7 separate regions of the Mus musculus genome follow, and regions 1, 2, 3, 4, 6 and 7 are each linked to region 5. A link is a contact called in public promoter capture Hi-C data. All regions are on one chromosome and are shown on one strand. The core of a region is the stretch at or near the end of the contact, and the rest is flanking DNA. Distances in the headings are between cores, read along the strand shown.

Region 1 (2,790 bases), core at 164-2,663, 1.5 Mb before region 5:
AAGTTTTCCACAGTATCACCACCTTATGAAGTGATTCCTTTATTGAAATACAGGAATCCACTCCCACCCCCAACTCAAGACAGTTCTCATTTCTACTTGAATGTGCATCTAATGAAAAATGCAAAGCTCAGAAAACTAAGAAGTCAAAGCCAAGGGCATGTCTCTACTAGTCTCCACTAGATGGTGACAGCCTGGGTGTAGAATTCCCAGAGCACAAAAGTGTGTGTGTGTGTGTGTGTGTGTGTGTGTGTGTGTGTGTATGTGTGATTTTATTATTATTATTATTAACCAAAGGGATTCTAACACCAAAAACCGATTGACCAGTGAAAAGTGGAAAGTCACTGCGGATCTTGCAGATCTAGAAAGGACTAAATACCCATGGCTTAACTGAAAAGGATAATGTCCCCGCACCTCTCTTCGAACCCCAACCAACAAGAGCAACAAAGGGCAGCACACTACCTTGTCACCAAAGAAGTGTGTGGCAACAACATTGGGCCTCTGCTGAACTAATGTAAAGTTCCCAATGAACTTAATGCCTCTTTGGGATCCCCGGCCTTGCTGCCCTCCCAATTCCGTTACAGGTAAGTTTTTCCACCATGGTGGCTGTCCCGGGAGGGACCATCAGTCTCACAAGTAAGAAAGTCTATATGTAGTTACAGTAAAACCGAAACAAAACAGGAAATGGGTTCGGCAAGTTTCAGCCCACATAATAAGAAAAGTTTTTGCGACTGAAGAGGCGACCAGGCGCTGGGGCTCCAGAACGCTCCCGCGCACAGGCGAGCGGCTGCAAGGTTTCCTCAGGAAACCCACCTCGGCCAAGCCGGTCCCGCCGTGCGGAACCGCGGCTTCGCTGGACTGGAGGGCCTCCGCCTTGCAGCGCGCTCCACCGAGCCCGATCTGCTCTCCGCTCTCGGGCACCGGCACAACCACGCCGCCGCCCTCGGAGCGGCCCGACCCGGCTACTCCCGCGCGGCTCGCAGTGCTGACACCGGCCGGCGCGGTAGCAGGCGGCCGCGCAGAAGGCCCGCGTCCCTGAGGAAGTGCTTGCCCGCCAGTGCCCTGACAACCGGCCCCGCGCGCCGCTGACACAAAGCCGGCCCCTCCAGCCCGGGCGGCGGTGACAACTCACCCGGGAGCGGCGCCGAGACCTCCGGGAAAGGGGGCGCTAGCAGCTCCCGCGTCGCCGAACCCGCTCCGCCGCTGAGCGCGCCCGCCTGCCTGCACTCCCTGTCGGGTCCCCCGCGACGCCTCGCGTGCCCTGGTCTGGCTCACGCGGCCGGGCGCTGACGAAGGAGGAGGACGAGGACGAGGACGCGAGCGGTGGCCGGCTCCTGAGGATGGAACGCGGCGGCGGTGGCGACGGCTGCGCCAGCGTCACTGGCCCAGCTGTACGACGCGGGCGGGGGAGGCCCCGCAGAGGGGGCAGGGCAGGGACGAGGCCTGGGCGGGGTCAGGCACGCACGCAACAAGCGCAGGCGTCGCGCCGCTGCGACCGCCCCGAGGAGTCACGCGCACGCGCCTCTGACCTTGTCTGACACGCCCCTGGCGGCGGGGGGAGGGAACCTTAAAGAGACAGTCACTCGAACTGCTCTGGCTGTAATACTCTAGTTAAGCCACCTTCCTAGAGGGCCCTCCGGTTCTTTTACTGTTATTGTTTGGTTATTATTTGGATGTTTTAATTACTGTCATTTGCAAGGAAGTATACTGTTGTTTAAGAGCCTCTTCTACACACGTCGCCCATTTAGGTCTTGAATCGCTTGCCTGACCTATCTTCAAAGCAGGTTATTATCTCCCTATTAAGCTGTACTCTAGGTTAGGGTGTGTAACTTAACTATCTCAAAAGTGTCCCGAGGGGGTTAGGTGGGGGTGGAAATGTAGATCAGGCCATTCTGATTCTATAACGCTGGGGTGGGCTTCAGGAATCTTTTTAATGGGTGTCCCTGAGTGCTATTTCTGCGCACTCAAAAACACCTGGCAGATCTTAAATGGAGGAAACTGACATTCCAGCGAGGCCTGGGGAACCTAGAGCTGCAGGCTTGGCCCCTAGCTTTTTGCTCTGCTTCTGAGCCTCCTTGAATTGCTTTCAAGCGCGTCTTAGGTGAGCAAATTGAGCACTGGTCAGCTGCATCCATTTAACAGTGACTCTCACTACAGAGGGGTGGCCATATGACAGTAGGAACTATCTCTTTGTGCCTAGGTACTTGGTACTAGGTACTTGGCCTGTCTTAGAGGTGCTCAATAAATGTTGAAGCACTCCTTGAAAATCAGTGACTCATAAATTAAGAAGGCCTGTTAGCCTTTTCTTTTTTTTTTCTTTCTTTCTTTTTATTTCTATTTATTTATTTATTTATTTATTTATTTATTTATTTCGAGACAGGGTTTCTCTGTGTAGCCTTGGTTGTCCTGGAACTCACTCTGTAGACCAGGCTGACCTCGAACTCAGAGATCCGACTGCCTCTGCCTCCCAAGTGCTGGGATTAAAGGTGTGCCCCACCATGCCCAGCCTTTTCTTTTATCTGTGCAAGTGCCCTACCTAGGATCTACTGGAGTTTTTTGTTTCTTCTTCTTCTTCTTTTTCTTCTTCTTCTTCTTCTTCTTCTTCTTCTTCTTCTTCTTCTTCGTTCTCCTCCTCCTCCTCTTCTTCTTCTTCCTCTTCCTCTTCTTTCTTCTTCTTCTTCTCAGTTCTCCTCCTCCTCCTCTTCTTCTTCCTCTTCCTCCTCTTCTTTCTTCTTCTTCTTCTTCTTCTTCTTCTTCTTCTTCTCAGTTCTCCTCCTCCTCCTCCTCTTCTTC
Region 2 (3,107 bases), core at 561-3,060, 1.6 Mb before region 5:
AAAATGTAGCAGTAAGAGTAGAGCTTTTGGACGTGCATGCATTCTACAGCACATTAAGATCATGGAAGCCGAGCGTGGTGGCGCACGCCTTTAATTTAATCCCAGCACTCGGGAGGCAGACAGATTCCTGAGTTCGAGGCCAGCCTGGTCTACAAAGTGAGTTCCAGGACAGCCAGAGCTATACAGAGAAGCCCTGTCTCGAAAAACCAAAAAAATAAAAAATAAATTTAAAAAAAAAATCATGGAAGTGTTAAGATATACCTTACACTCAGATACTATAACCCTAAGCTAGGGATGACTGAGAATCAACTCCAGCCAGCAGTTACTTTAACTTCTTAACAGAAGCCACTGCTTCTTGGCCACTTCTAACATCTTTCTGGGAAAACAATTCACATGGACTCAGAGTCCATGCTCATCACAAGAGCTCTACCCACTTTGTTTTTTTTTTTTTTCTTTTTTTGGAGACAGGGTTTCTCTGTGGATTGGCTTGCCCCTGCCTCCCAAGGGCCAGAGACCAAAGGCATGTGTCACCACCACAAAGTTACCTAACTTCTCGACAGATAATTCAACTCAGTTTCAAGTACTTACCACAAAACCAAAACCTCTTTTCAAGTCAATATCTCGGATCCGTCCGTAACCCTTGAAGAATCTTTCCACATCTTTCTCCCTCGCTGCTGGATTTAGTCTCCCAATGAACACTCGACAGCCACTCATGATGCCCGGCTAGTGTTTCCTGTTAGGCAGTAATTGAATCGAGACAATATCAACGATTGACACCATGGGGGTGGGGGATGTTCAGTCAAGCAGTCAAACACACCCCACGTTTACCAACTCTACTAACAAGGTCGCCATGTACCTTTTAAGTCGTTCACGACCACCACATTCAAATTCCAAGTTAAAACTTAACTCTCCAAAAGACCCCCTTCCCAGGTTCCACACGGCAGCCCACCACAACGCCAGTAGCCACCTTTCTAGACTGCGCAGCCGCACACGCTGTCCCCGGATCCCGGGGTTCCCCTCCCATCTGCCGCAGTTAAGGCCAGGCCGAGAAATGCGGGCGGAGCCGAGCCCGCCCTCTGCCAGGCCTGGTCCAATAGCAGCCGGCCGCGCCCGCGTCGCGGCCTCCCCGCGCGTCACAAGCCGGAATCTCGCGACGCCACCACCGAGCCTGCGCAGTGGGCGACGGGGCGCGTTCGCAGCACAAAATGGCGACGGCCGAAGTATGCGGCGGGGTGTGGGGGGGGGAGGAGCGTAGCGAGCCGAGCTGCGTGCCCCCGAGACACGGGCAAGCCCGGGGCCCAGAGCGCTGCGCCTGCGCCGGCCCACGGGGGGAAACCCTAAGCTGCCCTGGGCCAGGCCGGCTCCCCGGCGTCCGGGCCTCGATGAGAGCCATTAAGGGCGGCAGGGAGGGGCGCGCTGCTTCCCGACACAAACGCCCTCCCCACGCCCGCCCTTCCGCCTCGTGTCCCCCTCACGCAACACCCACAGGGAGACGTGCCCCAGCGCCCACCTCAAATCAACTGCGCTCTCTGAGTCGCCGTCCTCCGCAAAGAGCGAAGCCCCGGCCACTTGCGACCCGAGCGGCCATGAAGAAGCCTCGATCCGAGAAGCCTTGCCCTCAAAGCGTGCCACTCACCTACCGGACAGGGTCTTTGGCGGCTGAGACCCCGGAGAGGTCCGTAGTCTGCGACGGAGCTGTCTGCCTCCCTACACAAACACACACACAACACACATACACACGAACCCAACTCGTCTACAGTCTCTCCACAACTGACGCACTTAGCAGCTCGGACGTTGCACAAAATGGAAGGGACGTCCTGGCGTCACTTCCGGGGCGGTGCCAGAAGCTCGGGGACCGCCCACTTGGAGCTGAGGACAGACGGTTCCTGGGAGCCGGAAGTTCTAGTAGGGCGGGGCTTCCTTACCGCGACCCCTGGCGAGAGCAGTGGGTGGTGGGAGGACTAGAAACGTTCGTTCAGTTGGCAGGATACACCGGGACACTTCTTTGGATACGAAAAGATGTATTTAAACTTTTTCTTAGGTCCCTCGAAGATTACCAAGAAACCCAGGCTTTTCAAAAATCACCTGTTTCTTTTAAAAATTCATTTACATAGTCGGTCTCGCTAAGCAGTCCTGGCTAGCCTTGAGCTCAGCGATCCAGCCGGTCCGCCTTCAGTGTGATAGGATTATTGGCCCGAGCACCAGGTCCAATTCTTTCTTTCTTTCTTTCTTTCTTTCTTTCTTTCTTTCTTTCTTTCTTTCTTTCTTTCTTTCTTTCTTTCTTCCTTCCTTCCTTCCTTCCTTCCTTTCTTTCTTTCTTTCTTTCTTTCTTTCTTTCTTTCTCTCTTTAGCCTCTTCTGCAAATTGTACTTATCAATGTCCTTCAAGAGAGGGTTCTTAGCCGGGCGTGGTGGCACACGCCTTTAATCCTAGCACTTGGGAGGCAGAGGCAGGAGGATTTCTGAGTTCAAGGCCAGCCTGGTCTACAGAGTGAGTTCCAGGACAGCCTGGTCTACACAGAGAAATCCTGCCTCGGAAAAAAGAGAGAGAGAGAGGGTTCTCTGAGGCTCAAGTAAGTGAATTCTTTCAGTGTTGTGGTTTTTGTTCTGATCAGCCTAAGGAACTGAATTGTTTTCTACTAAAGGAGAGATTTCACGTGGTGAAATAATGAAATTGGTACTGTGGGTAAAAAAAAAAAAAACAAAAAACGCTCCTATATATTGAATCCCTAGGGCCAATCTTGGCTCAGCTAGCTGGGAAAGATTTCAAGTTGTTTCTAAATCCAACTGGCCATTGTCCATTCCTTTCTGTCCAGGTCTCAATCTCAATAGTTAGGTGGACGGTGGTAGCTTCAGCCTTTAATCATCTCTGTGAGTTCCAGGCCTACCTTATCTACAAAGTCCAAGACAGCCAGGAAAACCCTGAGTCAAAGAACCAAAAAAAAAAAAAAAAAAAAAAAAGAGTCGAAATCAACAGTTATTGAGAAATAGAGTTTATGCTTCCAGCATGGATGTAATACACAGCAGTCCACATCGGTAACTCTATCCAGCCTTCCCCAGTGAGGTTGGGAGGTCTAGAAACATTGACAATAAAGACTGTTGTTGTTG
Region 3 (3,097 bases), core at 34-2,533, 1.3 Mb before region 5:
TAAGCTTTTCTCCAAAAACATTCATGATTTTTCTCAGAAATTGTTATACTGATTTCACCTCAGTGAAATAGTAAGTCTCCATTTGGTTTTATCTGATATCTTGATTTCTTGAAACCTCCAGGAATCATCAGAAATGTAACTGTGGTTCCTGTCTCTTGAAAAATGCAGAGCCCCAACTTTTGGTGGTCGTGGGGGTATATAATTTTCAGAGGATTCTGAACACTCCAGGTTCTCCAGTGTATCATCTATCTACCATTCTTGGTTAAGATGTATACGGTTGAACACAAGCTTTGTTTCTACTGTGAAATGTTACATCTTTTCCTTAATGAGACCTTAGAGCTGAGAAACAGCTTCTTTGCAAATATAGCTAGGTCTAGCATCATCCTAACGCTTGGCAGACAATGGAGAACGTCTTACCTCTGAGAAATTAACAGCCAAAGGAATGATTCCGGCCACGTAACATCCCACCAACATTGCCACAGACAGCAGACTAATGGAGAGAAAGTCATCCATTCTGCCCTCCCGTAGTCACCCTCTACCACCAGGCTTTAAGATTCCAGCAGTTTCGAAAGGCGCTTAGGCTGTTTAAACGCGTGGTCTTCCAAGCAAACGGGAATTTGCCCACTTCTTTCAGCCTTGCCACCAGCCGGGGTGTTCTCGAAGCACGCCACTCTCTTAAGAAGCAAGCTCCTTCTGCTGACTCTAGCACCAGAGAAAACTTCGCGCAATCTTAGGTACTCGGTTGCCAGCCACTGAGATTCCGGTCGGTCACAGATGGAGAAATTGTGCTGAAAGAGACCTCAATCGTCGGAATGAGAGTGTCACGACGACCCGCTCCTAGACAAGGCCCCTGGTAGCAGTAGGAAAGAGGGGTAAAGCCAAGTGTCTTCTTCGCACGCTGTACCTGTTCCTAGGGGTGGCACCGCAGGTGATACGCCCCCAGGGAAGGGACCAGCCCACCAGTCCCAGCAAACTACCTTCCGAGTCTAGAGTCGGGCAAGATGTCCTGCAAGTCTCTCACTTGGGTCGGAGGATTCAACAGCAAAGTCGACACGATGCTGTCTCTGCCCTACACCCGGTGCTACCCATGGTACTTCCCTCAGCCAGGCCCTGACCCTGAGTCGCCAATACTACAGCTGCCATGGCCGCCAAGTGGCACCTCTTCATTACTCCCACTTCCGGATTGTCTCACAGCCTCCTCTTTAGCAGGGCACTTCCGGGTTACAACCGACCTATCGGCCAGGTCCTTATATTGCCGCCATTTTTTTAGAAAGGCTTAAAAAAAAGACGACTGGTGTCGCTGTTGTATTCCCCATCACTTTAGCCGCCTGTCAGTTAATTAGAGTACAGAAGGCAGAATCCCGAAACGAACTCTTCTTCCTAAAGCGGAGAAAGAGTCTCTTACCCATCCCGGCGCCCTTAACCAAGATGGCTGAAACAGCGTCAGTATCCACTCTAGAAACCAGAAACGTGTGTCTCTCTATGGTCTGAAAGATTCCTTTTGCGTCGCGCTTTCGACGACTTCCGGCGGCGGCTCTCGCGGGATTGGCTGTTGGCGGCGTTGCGGCTGAGCTCGTGTGCGGCAGCAGAGGTGTTAGCGGCGGCTGCAGCAAGAGCGTTTGGCGCGATGGTGAGTCCTTAGCGGTTGCCGGGGTCCCCAACTTAGAGGGCCACCCCTGCTCGGTACATCTTCCCATCCTTCCCGCCCCTGCCCTTCTAGCGCGAGCGAGGGAGCTGCTCCCCGCCCCCTTCCCCCCGGCTCGCGGGTGGACCCTTCCCCTTCCCGGCGCTGAGCCGCGGGGCCTGCCCGTAGGCCCCGGACCTGATCCTCCTCCCTGCGGCTGCGCGCCTCCCGCCTGATGGTGGGGGGCGAGGTATGCGGTGGGCAGACGATGCCCTCCCTGCCGATCGCTGCCTGGAAGAGGGAGGTGTGGGGTGCCGTTCATTTCTCATCAGATGCACTAGCCGACTGTAGGAACAATGGCCGGGGAACGTGTTAGACGTTTCCTGAAACTGACACACCCGTCACCTTACGGTTCTCCGTAGGTCGGCCTTAGGGGGTCGGATTGGCTTTACAGTGTGCTGCCTCAGCCTGCCCCCTAACCCCCGAACTTCAAAAAAGAAAGTATTTTTCCTTTTTCAGTATCCTTAGTTGCCCTGTTTTGCCAATTTTGTCAGCCTTCGATCTTGTTCTTTCTTATATTCTCCTGGGAGTGGAGCCTGAAAAGAGACTCCAGGGTCCTGGTCCCAAAATCCGGCAGGGAAGGTTTTTGTTTTATTTGTTAAGTTGTGTGTCTGTGCTTGCACGTGAGTACAGGAGCCCTCAGAGGCCAGAAGAGGGAATGAGATCCCCTGGGTCTGGAGTTAGAACAGGCGGTTGTGAGCGGAGGATGTGGGTGCTAGGAACCAAACTCATGCCTTCTGTAAGAGTAGCACGTGCTCTTAACCACTGAGCCATCAACACTCTGGTTGTTGTTTTGCTTTTGGGGATCTTCCTTTTCGGTGTGTGGTGATTTGCCTGCATGTCTTGTGTGCCACTTGCATGCAGTGCCTGCGACAGACAGAAGAGGGCGTCCGATCCCCAGGATTGGAATTACCTGTGATGGTAAGCGACCGTGCGAGTGCAGGGAATTGAAAACCAGTCCCTTGGAAGAGCAGCTCGTGGGCTTAACCACTGAGCCATGTCTCCAGTACTTATGCCCTCTTATTTTTAAGTAAACAAAAGGGAAATATTTGGAGCAGGTGTGTTTATAGTTTTCAAATATTATTTCAAGTTATTCCTTAATTTGCCTAAAATTTTTAAAAATGTGGCAAAGAATGAATAGCTTGTCTAGGATGAGCCATTACAAAAATGCAAATAGGCTTTCATGAGACTAATTTTCTCAACAACAAAAGTACCATTTGAGTAGCTGGCCTTTTATGAGCCCCTACACAACACATCCTGCTTTCTCTGGCTATTAATAACAAACAAAACACTGTTCACATGACTACAGGTTTCTTTTGTTACCAACTTAGAGTTTTCTCTCAAGTCTTCTCAAACTTAATTAAAGACACAGATCTTGCTGGGGATGGAGAAATAATAATGCTCTTGCTGTAA
Region 4 (2,819 bases), core at 127-2,626, 1.4 Mb before region 5:
TTTGCCCACAGGAAAGTAAGCTAACAATGAGAGCATCCTCCTACTGCTGTTTGAGAAAGGTGAGGGTAGAGGTGGTGGGGTACTGGGAGCTCCGGCTAAGACAGACCCGAGGAGGAGAGTTTGAAAGAAGTCAGCCAGCCGCAGCCAGTTCCATCCTGCCCAGTGGTTATTTATGCAGCATGGAGCCCTTCCAGGCCTCTTCCCCTCAGCTGCCCACTAGGGCATTGATTTCTCTAATGGCAAGCTTCTGCAGTGGAGGGCATTGGCTGCTCTGTCCCAAGCCTTCCTGTGGTCACTAATTATCTGAGGTCCAGAGACTGCACTTCACAAATGGGAAAGTGGAGCCCAGAGGCCCTACTGGGCAGCAAGAGGAGGCTGGCTGTGCATCACTCCTCTGTACCCAGACTTTCTGACTGGCTGTTACTGACTCAAGGGGAAATGGAGGATGGGGAGGTGATCCTCCCAGAGGAGGGGCCGTGAACAAAGACCTAGAGCTGGCAGGTAGGAGGTTTTCTGAGACCCAGAGGAGAGAGAGTCTGCACAGGAAGCTCTTGAGACAGAGGTGACAGCCTCTTTCAGAGGACACAGAACTAACTTGGTCCTGCAGTTACTGTTTTGACTTAGACTGACTGGTTTGGTTTGGGCCGCTGTGGGAACTGCTGTTGGAAACTTGGGGCCCCAACTCCAAGTGCCCTGGGCTATCAGCCTCAAATTAACTGTTTATGCAGGAGCCAGGCTCACCCGCCCCCAACCCCATACAGGGAGCCAGGACACTCAGCCTGGCACCTACCACATACCGGATGCAATCGGGTGAAGATGCCTGGCAGGGTAGTCTTAAATTAAATGAGGACTCAGAAGAGTACCTGGGATAGTCAGACCCAATGGAGAGAGATGGCTGCCTACAGTAGTGCTCAGGATATTCTGCTGGGAGTCAACAATAACCCCTCCCGTCCCCTCCCCTCCCCTACCTCTGCACTCACCACACACACACACACACACACACACACACACACACACACACACACAAGTGGCAGAGACAGAATGTTCTTGGCCCTCAGTGGCTGCCATCAGACAGTTCAGCCCTGTGAGTCTCTCATATAATCTTCACTCTGCACAGAGCCTTCACTTAAAACATCAGAGGAAAACTCAACTTGGGAGGCACTCAAGGGGGTCTGTAATCCATTAAGTCCCCAAGAGAAATCAGGCAGAAGTAATAAAAGTGTATGAAACCAGCTCTGTAAAACATGAAATCCCATCCACACCTCCATTTGTCCTGAGGTCTTACAGGAATATTAAATTATTCATCAAAATTGATCAGAACTAACCACTACCACACACACGTGATCTGCAGCCCTGAAAACATCAGAGGCCTTCAGACTCAAGGTGTGGGAGGGAGAGGGGGCTGTGCTTCCAAGAATGTTCATACCCTCCAGGGAGGGACCAGGACGAAGTCTGAGTCTTCTAGACACTGCAGGAAATCTGTGTTGACTTAATGATAAAAGCTGTGTAGAAAATGGCCTAGTGCACATGCAGTCAGCTTTGTGAGGTTCCTGCAAGCCCAGGTCTGGGAGTGCCCCTTCTCCCAACACTTGTCATGGCCATAGAAAGCCCTATTGGCATCTGGGCTTTCCTTTGGAGTTGGGGCAGAGAGCCTCGTGCTGATAATAGGGCAAGGATTGCCCAACACCCCCTCCCAACCAGTCCTTTGGACAGGACCAATATATCCTCTCTCCCACTCTAACTTCAGTGATGTCAGGGCACAGTTTCCAACACAACTCCTTAGAGAAGGTTTGTGATTCTCCTTTCTCCCGAGTACTTCAGAGTGGCAGTGGTCGGGCTTGCTCAAATACCATGTAAGGTTGAGGATGCGTGAAAGGATAGAGGAGAGAGACGCCCATTTCCCAGCCCACTTAAAGCCTCGGCCAAGGGATGGAATTGGCTGTGGAGGTCTCTGGAGAATCTGGTTGGGATGGGATTTCTCCTTCTGCAGACTGGCCCGACCTAACCTCAATCTCTAGCCCACATGCAGCCTCGCCACTTGGGACTCGCGACTTAGTTCATTCCACAGAGAATTCCCGGCATCTACCGGCCATTCTAGCTCTAGCGACCAATTAAAGTCGCATCTTCCAGGTGGGGGACAGCATAGAGAGAAACTGGCTGGGCAGGTCAAGGTCACAGCGGAAGGCTGAGGCAGGGCGGTGACTAGATGAGTGGGAGGGGTCCTGAAGCTCGGGGCTCCCTCCCGGGGTAGGGAGGGGTGGGGAAGGGAGGTCTCCCAGGACGCGGGGGACACAACTCACCGCCGGGACCACTTGGCCGAGGATCTCCCGAACGGCCGTTTCCACAGAACCCCGTAGAGCTGCACTTTGGTGCTGATGTCCAGCGCGTCCGCGTCCGCCTGCTCCAGGGACGGCGATGGCGACACGGAGTTGGACTTGGATGTGAACATCGTATCTCGAAGACTGTGCCCTGGCCGGGCCCACTCCCTTCGTGGGACTGGAAGGGACAGGGAGGACAGTGGGAAGCAGTGGGCACGGCGAGTGCAGGCAGCTGGGAACGCCGTCGGGGCGCGTATCCCGACGAGCGGAGCGGAGAGCGGAGGGGCGCGGGAAGCTTAGCCAGCGGCTGGGGCGAAGCTCCAGAGCGCTGTTGGCCGGGAGGGAACTCCGCGGGGAGGGCAGCTCCGCCGCAGGCTCGCAGCATCACCCCCCTCCTCCCCTCCCGTGCCTGCAGCCTCAATTCTGGTAGCCTGGATTGGCTGGGAGTGGCAGGTGAGCGGCTCAGGCCGGCAGCGAGCGCCAATCAGGGTTGGCGCCTAC
Region 5 (3,127 bases), core at 488-2,987:
TCCTACTACCAACACTATATATAGCCCAATAAATAACCCTCCTCTCTCTCTTCATCCCCCATCTTCTACTTCCCTCTCTCCACACAAAACCAAGATACATTCTCTTTATTTCTTTCAGTTGGAATTTTGTAAGGATAATTTGTTTCCTTAAGAGAAAATTTACCAACATTTATACGCTACTCTATTGCCTACTGCTTCTCAGATAAGGTAGTTCCAGGCAATAACATCATATAACGAATAAATTCAGACCCTCAAACAACAAAAACAAAAAACACCTACAACCCCAAATTACAAAGACCTTAGCAATAATCACTCTGATTTAACAGTACCACTCTCACTACTTGCCCTCGATTCTGCTTATGGCTTCAAGTTTTTTCCCTACTCTCCCAAATATAATATAAACTCTCCAAATATAACATTCTCTATTCATTTGTTTCTTTCACCAATATTAAGCACATGCTATGCTAAGCTTATGTCCTCCCTTTTGCATACTTACAATTGAAGAATGAAGAGACATATATTCAAGTAACTACATTTATGTGACAGGTATTGTAGTTGCTATGTGCACGTGCTACTGAGATAGACAGGGAGAAGTCTCGAATTGGTCTGAAAAAAATTAGGTTGCATGTCACAATCCTACTAAAAGTAGTTCCCTTAAAAGTTAGTTTCATTGCTTAAAATGCTTCATGGGACCATCATATGACAACTTCCAAACTTTTATGATCAATCATATTTTTTTTCAACTTGAAAAGGGCATCTCTTACTTAGCTCTTGTCTTTCGAGCAAAGTTGTCCTCATGTGTAAAACAACGGTGATTCTAATTTCTACTCCAGAGCTGGTGCATAACGCTCAAGGTAGGCACTCATTATAGACATGTGATTCTTCTAACGTGACTATCCACAACGTTAGGTTAGGTTACTCAAACACATATTTCTCCACACAAACCCTTCGCCAACCAGTCACTTCCTCTCGAGTGCTATCTCCACACTTTGCACTTATTTCTTCCTTAATCTGATCTGTGCGTTATTATAGTGTATGCTTTTCTTTCTTCCTGATGTGTGCGTAAGCGCGTACGAGACAGAGGAGACAGCATCTCAGACTGAATTTCTGTTAGGCGCTCAATAAAAATAGTGAAGCAACAAAACCCAGCTATTTTGAGGAGGCTGAGGGGTTAATTTATTTATTGGGCCATTATTATGCGCCAGACACTAGTTTTAAATGCTTCGGATGTTTTTAATAAACACACGAACTAGCCAAGGGATCGAGCCAACATTCGAATCCAGAGATCTGACTCCAGATTCCGCGCTCTTAACACCACAAGTTTGACAGTCCCTAAACTTGCCCGGATGCCTAATTTGCCCAAGAGCGGAGGAAGAAGTATCAAGAGTTAGAAAACCTGACGCAAAACTTCCTAATAAAACAGAGCACCTTACAAGCATCACTCGCCTCCCTAGAGGAAGTCGGAAGCTCCAGGACCCCGTCCGGGTTCCAGGGACGAGCCCCGTTACAGAGTACGTGCTCAACACGCAGGACTCTCCGCGACCCCGGTATCAACAGCCACAGGCTCCAAGAGGGAGCACAAGATAATGAACACACCTTCCTCCCCACAACTGCCCCCTCAGAAAACTCCAGTACCAGGTCAGCAGCGTGGAACTTTCAAAGTTTCCCCCACCCTCACACAATTACCCGCGAAAAGTGCGAGCAGCAACATCTGGGGCTCTGGTTGGTTGGTACTCTGGCGACTTATCCAATCAGAAGCAGGAAAATCTCGGGTTAGCCCAGCTGTATTTTGGGAATTGTAGTTCAGTCTCGAAGGTTAATCTAATTAAATTTTTCCTTTGTAGTGATTGCTTAAATCGAGGAGCGGAACCTTTCAAGACGAATGTAGAGGAGGGAAAACCCTGACTGGAAATTCTTTTCCTCAGTGAATCGCATTTTAAAGTTATTTCCTGGGCCAGAGAAGGTTCTTTTGGGGGGCTGAGGGGTTGGAAAAAGGGTGGGCAATATGCCCTATTCCCGTTTTGGGATGAGAGTTTTGTGTTTCCTTTGCACTGTTCAACACATTTAGATGGTGAAAATGTCCGGGAAATACTAACTAAAGCGTCTCAAACTAAAATACATTGAAAAAGAACCACTCAGTTTAGTTGAAAAAATAAAAGAAGTCAAGTAGGTTTCGTATTTAAAACAGCTGCGTTAAGAAAAACTAATAAACTTAAGAACTGACTTGATTACATGATTTGTGAAAAGCCTTTGCTCACTCTTTGTTTTCGTTTGCAACTCCTTTGTACCGACCTCAGTCTTTCGATGGATATATAATTATATATGATATACACACGATAGAATTAGATAGAATAATGATACAGGAAGATCCAGAATTCCTGTGGCTAACCTATCATCTATCACTGGTTGGCACGGAGAAAATGTTGACATCAAAAACAAAACAAAACAGTGGCGGGTACGGAGCGTGGAACACAGATATTCCTGGCCCCAGCTCCCCCGAAATGAATAACTGTGGATGTTGCGAGAAGGAGCAATCATAATTAGGGAGAGTCCTCAGTCCTGTAGCTAGCGGATCTAACTCTTCCTTAGAGTCCCCGTAGCAATCAGGTGGCATCACGTGATTCAAACAAACACGGCACTTGATTTGCATCTTGCTTCTCCTGAGCCAATAAGAGTGGCGCTCTCTTTCGTCATCGCCGCCCGTTCCACCACTCTTCGCAATGGGACTTGTCACCTGACCGGGATCAAACATGGCTGCTCTGGACGGGAAAATGCATTCGACTCCCGGAGCAGGTGAGTGTAAGGCGCAGGGAAGATTGCGAGGGTGCTGTCCACGACCCCGCTAGGGGGAGCATCCCTGTCCCCCAGCCTCCCGGCTCCACAGTTCAGTCCCAGATTGATCCCCTAATCTTTAGCCTCTGTCTTAACAGAAGGCTCTAACCAAGGGAGTTTTCATCCTTACCAAGGCATCCACCAACCTAGAGATTTGTAGCCTGACAAAATGTTCAGGAGGGAATGCGGAAGTAAATGTATGTGTCTGCACCCCAGGCTAGCAAAAATATTAAGATTGTTATATGTGAGGTCTGCGGTAGAAGATGAGGTACACCCCTTAGAGAAAGAGACGGCT
Region 6 (2,870 bases), core at 299-2,798, 1.5 Mb before region 5:
GCCTGCTTTCTTACACACTCCAGAATCACCAGAGGTGAAACCACCCACAATGGGCAGGCACCCCCTCATCAATCGCTAATTAAGAAAATGCAAGTCTTGCCTTCAGAGTAGTCTGGGGGTGCATTTTCTCAGTTGAGGTCACCTCTTCTTAAATGACTCTAGCATGTGTCAAGTGGACAGAAAACTAGCCATCACAGGGACCTTACATAGATGGTGACATCCTCGATCTAGTTCCAGTCCAGACCTCTAGTATGACTTAACCAGCCACCTGTTGGATGGTCCTACTCTAATGACGGAGAGGGGCAACTGCCCATAACTGGCATTCCATACCAGCTAATCTTCCCTCCTGGATCCACGCTTTCCGTGTCTGTCTGTCTGTCTGTCTGTCTGTCTGTCTGTCTCAGCATCCCACTGCTCCAGGCAGCCATCCTTGATCCCTCACTTCACACACTAGAGCCAAGCTTTGAGTGTGGTTCCTTCCACTGTATTTACAAACCCCCACCTTCCTCCTTTCCTACCACCGCTCCCTTTCTGGTTCCAACATTCCCTGTGCTGGGTACCTGCAGTGCCTCCCCAACTGCTTCCTTAGTCTCTTGGGCCTTGCCCTGTTGTTGCTAGAGTTATGTTCCTAAAAAGTCTATCTGCGGCATTATTTCCTTGTTCAAAACCTTCCCTTTCCAAAACAAAACAAAACAAAACAAAACAAAACAAAACAAAAACTTTACTTTCCCCTCATGGTTTCCTTTGTTTGCTTGTTTAGTTTCTCTGTGTAGCCCTGGCTGTCCTGGAACTCTGTAGCTCAGGCTGGTCTTGAACTCACAGAGCTCCACCTGCCTCTGCCTCCTGAGTGCTGGGATCAAAGGCGGGCATCACCACCAACCAGCCCTTCGGATTCTTTAGCATCATAGTTCACCACACTCTCTAATGCTACACCTCCCCCCCCCCCCCATTCCTTGGAGGATTCTAATCTGGGATGTCTTTGGCCACTACCACTCACGATGGAAGGGTAGGATGAGGTGTCATCAAAAAGCACTCATTACATGGCATCGATCAGGATCAGTCTCATCGTATGAAACTAGCGACTCGGAAGCAGCATCCGCTGGTCACTTGTGTTCTGCCGCCTGAACCCGTGTGTTTTTGTCGACTGTTTTTAGTTATTTAGGTGAGCAAACAAGGTAATGGCAATTTCATAATGTGGCATCATTCTTTGTTCTCATTCGTTCTCCCATCTTAGCTTTCCTTAAATAAATAAAAATCACTATTTGGACCAGGTGCCCTCTTTCTACCCAATTACTTGCTGACTTGTTGGTCTGCTTAAGATCCCTTTGAGAAATATACTGATTCCTTCATTGTACCCGCCTAAGGTGCCCAAAGACTAGATTTCTGGTGATAACTGCTATGTCCACATCTCTCTGTATTACGTATGTATGCATGCATTCATTTATATGCATACATGTGTAGTTACTGTATTTTTAATTGCTTTGTCGTCCTCTAAGCAAAGAAATGAATACCCTTAAGTGGCCACCAGGAGGCGCCAGGAGCAGCGAGAGACCTGCGGTACCTTGGCGGTAGAGGTGGAGATGGATGCAGAGGCGAGGGAAGAACCCAGCTTCCTTTTTTAAGAATCAGTTGTGAGCAAGGGAGCAGAGCTACGTTATTTTAGGGAGACTTTGTCGCACTCCCCCTCCCCCGGGTAGGTAGCGTCTGGGATGTGTGCTCCCAGTTCGTAGTCTCCCATGGAGAGACGCTGGCTGCTGCAGCCGGCAGTAACCCGACCCCGCCGGCGCAGGGACTGAAGAGGCGCCGGGGAGAGCAGCGAGAGGCGAACAAAAGCCCTCGGCAAGGGGGCCGGAGCCCGGACCTGGGGTAAGTGAACCCGCTCGGAGACCTAGCAGCTCCCAGAATGGAGCGGCAGGGTTTACGGCGCTCTAAGAGCCCACTCCCCTGAGATGCGGTGCGGAAACTGGTGAGCATCAGCGGCTGATGTCTGAGTCCACCATACTGGGGTTGATGGTACCTTTAACTACACATTCGGCCTTGGAGATCGGGTGCATCTGGGAGGATTCAGGTGCCTTGTGCATCTTGAGCAAACACCGGGTGGGGGCTGGAGGAAGAGGAAGGCAGAGAGCTCCCAGCAAGCCCCGCTGGAGAGGCTGGAGAAAGAATCCATCACTCCACTCGGAGAAGCCTTTGGAGACTCTTTTCAGCCCTTCCATCTCCCGGGGGCCCTGCGCTCCGGGTCCTTTTGGTAGAGAGAAATCAACCATAAACTTCTTCCTAGGCAACTGGGGCCCTCGCAGCAATGCACTTTGGCATGCACAGGCCCCTTCCCCTTTTGTGTTCTTGCAAAGCTGCATCCCAGCAGCCCGCCTAAGCTACAAACAAATAGCTAATCCTCCGGGGAATCCTCCAGCGCCTCCCTCGCTGGCTGCAGCCTTCCTTGCACTTCAATCTTTGCAGGAAGGGGATGCAGCTAGTGGGCCTCACGCCAATGTGGTCTCCTGAAAGGCCCTGCATTCTAGGTCTGAGGGAGACTGAGGCTGCTGTCTAAGGCCCAGCGTCCCCCCACCGCAACTGCCCAGCCTGAGTTTTTGGGGCATCAGTTTTAGGATTTACGTTCCATCAGGCCCCTGAGCCTAATCTGAAATCGGATTAAGTTGGGAGGGGTAAATATGGCTGAGGAGGGAGGAACAGCTCACAGATCCTCTATGTCCCCCCGCCCCTCTGTCATCTCAGGGACTCCAACAAAGAACGAGGTTCAGCTATGGTGGACCCGGTGCCAGAAGAGGAGAAAGAGGGAGCGGAGCCCGGTGGCTCTGAAGGGGATGAGGCCACAGCGTCCGAGCCCCCCGATGCCCAGGGAGCCCAGC
Region 7 (3,139 bases), core at 129-2,628, 1.4 Mb before region 5:
GATGCTGATAACAAAAACGTGGAGTCTATATTTCCAGGACACTGAGTGGCATCAGGTAAACTGTCTAAGACAAGCTATTTCCAACCCAAGAGTCAGAGTTAAGGTATTCTTTATCTCAAGGCTGATGCGAGTCAGGTCTACAGCTTCCCTCTCCTCAGTGGGAGTGGAAATGTCACGTGGCCCAGGACAGGTCCCAAGGGGCCAAACCAGTCCCTTTAGGGAAGCCAGGCCACCTGCATGTTCCCCCACAGCAGGTTGGAGCCTCTGGGCTAGGGGTCCTATTTTCCCTGGGTCAGTAGAAGTGGGATTAGGGATCAGCTTCCTGAAGTTTGGCTCAGTGTTTTTATGTCAACTACTTTGTTTCTGTGCATTTTATGTTGTGGTAACATTGTTTTTGCGTCTGCTTTTCACTTTCCAGTTCCTGGTGACTCCCTAATCACCTGGGGGCTTTGTTCTCAAGCATAATGGAGTCCTTGCACGGGGAGTGGCCCTGCCTATGGACAGTGGTTGCCGCTGGCTTTGAAGAGATACAAAGAGGTATAAATTATAGAGAGAAGAGTCTGGTTTCAATTCCCACTCCTAGGTTTCCTACCCAAAAAAGTTACTTCTCATCTAATCAGTGAAGATTAGATCAGTAACGGCACAAACTGCTTCTGTTTGTTAAAGGTGCTCAGAGCCTCTGCTGCTCCCTGGAGTTCTGATGCGCCTGAGCACATGCGCGGCTACAGTACACTAAATATAGGAGGCTGAGCTCATGACAGTGGCTGAAGCTGATAGAAAATGAGCAGATATCTTTTGAAAAGACAATGTGTGACGGGCTCTGGTCCCTTATCCCTGGCATAGGTATGGGTCCCTGGGTCTCCAGGAATGAGGACACATGAGCCAGAGCTCCAGCCAGCCGAAGAGCAGTGTGGGAAAACACATTTGTGCTGTTAAAAGCCATGGGCATGTGGGGGCTTTGGGTTACTGCAAAAGCCATGACCTAGCCTATATCATCTATATTTGATGTGTCTTATATAGACAGAATATAAATAAGATCAAATTTGTATTCTTGCACACACACCCCTCTTTACAACTGAAGAAGAACAACAACAACAACAAAAACAGGAATATGAAGCTCTGCTTTAATACGCATGGTGCTGACAGCCTCTCTGGCCCCAGAGTCAACAAACTTGAGAGGATCTCCTCTGGCAGTGTTTGTCTGCTATCAGTTTGTCAGTAAGAGCTGTTGAAAGGCCCATAAAGCTTACTAGCCACAAGGACCCGAGCCCCAGGATGGCTTTCACAGGTCCCATGCTCACCCAGGACTCCTCGGAGGACTCCACCCACAGCCCTGCTTCACCTCCCTGCAAAGCTCCCCAGCACTGCAGCTCGCAGCCCAGCCGCTCCCCGCTCACTTCCCTTGCCCTGGAATAACCACACTGGAATAGCTTTGGTTGAACTGTCAGTCAGTGTCTGAAACTCAGGCCTTCCCTCCCTGCAACTCAAGCACCAGTAGATGCTAGGCTGTGCCTCCAAAAACCCAAAAGAGAAAGTAACCCCCGGGCGTGGTGGCACACGCCTTTAATCCCATCACTTGGGAGGCAGAGGCAGGTGGATTTCTGAGTTTGAGGCCAGCCTGGTCTACAGAGTGAGTTCCAGGACAGCCAGGGCTACACAGAGAAACCCTGTCTGGGGGTGGGGAGGGGGAAGTAACCTTGAACACAGCAGGTCAATTAAAAAGAGCCCAGCCATTTGACATCTTCTCCACTCGGTGGTCCTAAACATATGTGATAAGATGTTTCTACTTGTGTCAATGAGTAGCTGTGCCCAAGGAAGCATTTGCTGCTGCCTCAAAGGGGCCAGGAGACTGGGTGTGACGAACCAGAGCCCTCCAGGGCCAAAGCAACTCTAAAGGAAGTTCAGTCTCCACCGGATGCTTAAATCCCCTAATGGTTTTCTGCGAGCAGGTGACCAAGCTCAGCTTAAGTGACTCTCAGGGTAGAAAAGTCAGAAAGTCTGTTTCCGCTTTGAAAAACCAACAAAAAGCACCCCGCCCCCTCCACACCCACCCCAGCACCAGCTCTGGGTCTCAGTCTCTGAGAGACACAGACACAGGAGCATTGGCGAGTGATGGAGAGATTTTGTGGGACTCTTCACACACAGATCTGACCATTCATGCAATAAGTCTCTGCTCCTATCCCGGTGCCTCAGGTCACCTCTGAGGGATCCCTCTCTTCACTCCTGATCTTTATCACGCTTTCTTCCAGGGTCTAAGTCTCTGAGACCTGTGGATCCCAGACCACATAATAAGAGCTAGCAGGTGGCGCCGAGGCAAGCAGAAGACTGGCGGGGCCAAGGCCAGCGGGCAGCACCTGGACATTCCAGGCTATTCTTCGTGTTCTTGGAGAAGCAAGCAACCCATGTGGCCCACCAGTTCTATTTCAGGCCAAATCTGCCTCCCTGCCAACTTCCCTCACCAAATCCAACTTCTCCCTGGGCCATCAAACAAGGCTAATTTCTTTCCCTTCAAGTATTTAAGTGAAATTAAAAAAAAAAAAAGTCTCTTCCCAAGTTTCTTGTCCTCTAAGCTAAACACAACTTGCTTGCCATGCTTCACAGGTCATGATTTCTTGTCCTCAATAAAACTAATTATACTCATAAAAGGAATGCAGCAGAGAGGGGAAGACTTAGCACAGAGAGGATTCTTTGCAAGCCATTTACAGGCTCAATGCAATTCCAGGAAATGGCCCGGTGAGAGGTTTTTTTTTTTCTTATAGTTCTATTCATTCACGCTACATCTATTTACCAAGTGCATAGTATGTTCCAAGCACCTGCTGGGCTCTGCATGGAGGATCTGGAGCTGTTCTCACAGAGCCTATGGTCTATAGTGTAGCTACTAAAAAAAAAACCCAGACCAGGCTTTTACATCAAATGCAGGAATCAAGTATCGTAAAACCATCAGGTATTATCAGAGAGCAGTACAGAACAAGAGACATGTCCTGCAGGACAGGGACCCAGTTCCGGGTCAAGCTGTCCTGGGTGGGGGGTCAAATTCTCCTGGGTGGAAGTAGAGAACTCTGCGGAGGTGGGAAGGGTGGCAATCAGTTGGCTACTGAGCTGGGAGACAAAGGAAGACAGGTACATGGATTGGAGATTT

The links. Promoter capture Hi-C pulls out the DNA fragments that hold promoters and counts their contacts. Capture Hi-C pulls out chosen DNA fragments and counts their contacts.
Region 1: a contact with region 5 is called in a promoter capture Hi-C map of liver, with 5 times the contacts expected there. The contact joins the promoter of Susd6 here to the promoter of Rad51b in region 5. A contact is called at or near these places in 7 of 39 promoter capture datasets (the 3T3-L1 cell line, cranial neural crest, hippocampal neurons and 3 more), 4 of 115 datasets of contacts at active chromatin or transcription factors (astrocytes, cardiomyocytes, large pre-B cells and 1 more) and 2 of 9 other capture datasets (adipose tissue and liver).
Region 2: a promoter capture Hi-C map of adipose tissue shows a contact between it and region 5, with 4 times the contacts expected there. The contact joins the promoter of Srsf5 here to the promoter of Rad51b in region 5. A contact is called at or near these places in 6 of 39 promoter capture datasets (cranial neural crest, frontonasal cranial neural crest, hippocampal neurons and 2 more), 3 of 484 Hi-C or Micro-C datasets (B cells, CD4 T cells and CD8 T cells), 4 of 115 datasets of contacts at active chromatin or transcription factors (astrocytes, cardiomyocytes, microglia and 1 more) and 3 of 9 other capture datasets (adipose tissue, liver and pancreatic islet).
Region 3: a contact with region 5 is called in a promoter capture Hi-C map of pre-B cells, with 6 times the contacts expected there. The contact joins the promoter of Erh here to the promoter of Rad51b in region 5. A contact is called at or near these places in 18 of 39 promoter capture datasets (the 3T3-L1 cell line, 3T3-L1-derived adipocytes, the C10 cell line and 12 more), 8 of 484 Hi-C or Micro-C datasets (CD4 T cells, CD8 T cells, double positive thymocytes and 4 more), 19 of 115 datasets of contacts at active chromatin or transcription factors (T-cell acute lymphoblastic leukemia, astrocytes, bone marrow-derived macrophages and 14 more) and 4 of 9 other capture datasets (adipose tissue, liver, macrophages and 1 more).
Region 4: a promoter capture Hi-C map of the SN4741 cell line shows a contact between it and region 5, with 3 times the contacts expected there. The contact joins the promoter of Plekhd1os here to the promoter of Rad51b in region 5. A contact is called at or near these places in 7 of 39 promoter capture datasets (the SN4741 cell line, embryonic stem cells, hematopoietic stem and progenitor cells and 3 more), 3 of 115 datasets of contacts at active chromatin or transcription factors (astrocytes, large pre-B cells and pro-B cells) and 2 of 9 other capture datasets (adipose tissue and liver).
Region 6: a contact with region 5 is called in a promoter capture Hi-C map of liver, with 4 times the contacts expected there. The contact joins the promoter of Ccdc177 here to the promoter of Rad51b in region 5. A contact is called at or near these places in 10 of 39 promoter capture datasets (the C10 cell line, cranial neural crest, embryonic stem cells and 6 more), 5 of 115 datasets of contacts at active chromatin or transcription factors (astrocytes, bone marrow-derived macrophages, cardiomyocytes and 2 more) and 1 of 9 other capture datasets (liver).
Region 7: a promoter capture Hi-C map of pre-B cells shows a contact between it and region 5, with 6 times the contacts expected there. The contact joins the enhancer-like site here to the promoter of Rad51b in region 5. A contact is called at or near these places in 8 of 39 promoter capture datasets (the 3T3-L1 cell line, the C10 cell line, embryonic stem cells and 5 more), 3 of 115 datasets of contacts at active chromatin or transcription factors (astrocytes, embryonic limb bud and large pre-B cells) and 1 of 9 other capture datasets (adipose tissue).

What each region holds. Positions count from the first base shown.
Region 1 is chr12:80,789,155-80,791,944 of GRCm38.p6, reverse strand. It overlaps Susd6 (sushi domain containing 6), which reads right to left and starts at 1,413. Exons shown (of 6, transcript NM_178682.4): 1 at 1,130-1,413.
Region 2 is chr12:80,944,202-80,947,308 of GRCm38.p6, reverse strand. It overlaps Srsf5 (serine and arginine-rich splicing factor 5), which reads right to left and starts at 1,810. Exons shown (of 8, transcript NM_001079694.2): 1 at 1,637-1,810; 2 at 589-733. The coding sequence starts at 714. It overlaps Gm20337 (predicted gene, 20337), which reads left to right and starts at 1,910. Exons shown (of 3, transcript NR_045057.1): 1 at 1,910-2,572.
Region 3 is chr12:80,642,297-80,645,393 of GRCm38.p6, reverse strand. Erh (ERH mRNA splicing and mitosis factor) reads left to right here and starts at 1,283. Exons shown (of 4, transcript NM_007951.4): 1 at 1,283-1,630. The coding sequence starts at 1,628. It overlaps Slc39a9 (solute carrier family 39 (zinc transporter), member 9), which reads right to left and starts at 1,179. Exons shown (of 7, transcript NM_026244.2): 1 at 418-1,179. The coding sequence starts at 513.
Region 4 is chr12:80,692,509-80,695,327 of GRCm38.p6, reverse strand. It overlaps Plekhd1os (pleckstrin homology domain containing, family D (with coiled-coil domains) member 1, opposite strand), which reads left to right and starts at 1,376. Exons shown (of 3, transcript NR_037995.1): 1 at 1,376-1,383. It overlaps Plekhd1 (pleckstrin homology domain containing, family D (with coiled-coil domains) member 1), which reads right to left and starts at 2,727. Exons shown (of 13, transcript NM_001177503.1): 1 at 2,301-2,727. The coding sequence starts at 2,449.
Region 5 is chr12:79,295,892-79,299,018 of GRCm38.p6, reverse strand. Rad51b (RAD51 paralog B) reads right to left here and starts at 1,737. Exons shown (of 11, transcript NM_009014.3): 1 at 1,687-1,737. Zfyve26 (zinc finger, FYVE domain containing 26) reads left to right here and starts at 2,737. Exons shown (of 42, transcript NM_001008550.1): 1 at 2,737-2,793.
Region 6 is chr12:80,759,393-80,762,262 of GRCm38.p6, reverse strand. It overlaps Ccdc177 (coiled-coil domain containing 177), which reads left to right and starts at 1,548. Exons shown (of 2, transcript NM_001008423.2): 1 at 1,548-1,866; 2 at 2,737-2,870. The coding sequence starts at 2,765.
Region 7 is chr12:80,713,725-80,716,863 of GRCm38.p6, reverse strand. The region is part of intron 6 of Plekhd1 (pleckstrin homology domain containing, family D (with coiled-coil domains) member 1); the gene reads right to left. Gm51986 (a long non-coding RNA gene) reads left to right here. Exons shown (of 3, transcript XR_003950208.1): 2 at 419-537; 3 at 2,250-2,624. Among named protein-coding and RNA genes, the nearest start is that of Gm51986, 4.1 kb to the left of the region's middle. Within about 2 kb of position 1,378, at least 11 of the 459 cell types and tissues checked have an H3K27ac peak or open chromatin away from gene starts, as enhancers often do. A contact at or near this core is called in pre-B cells, where this site is marked.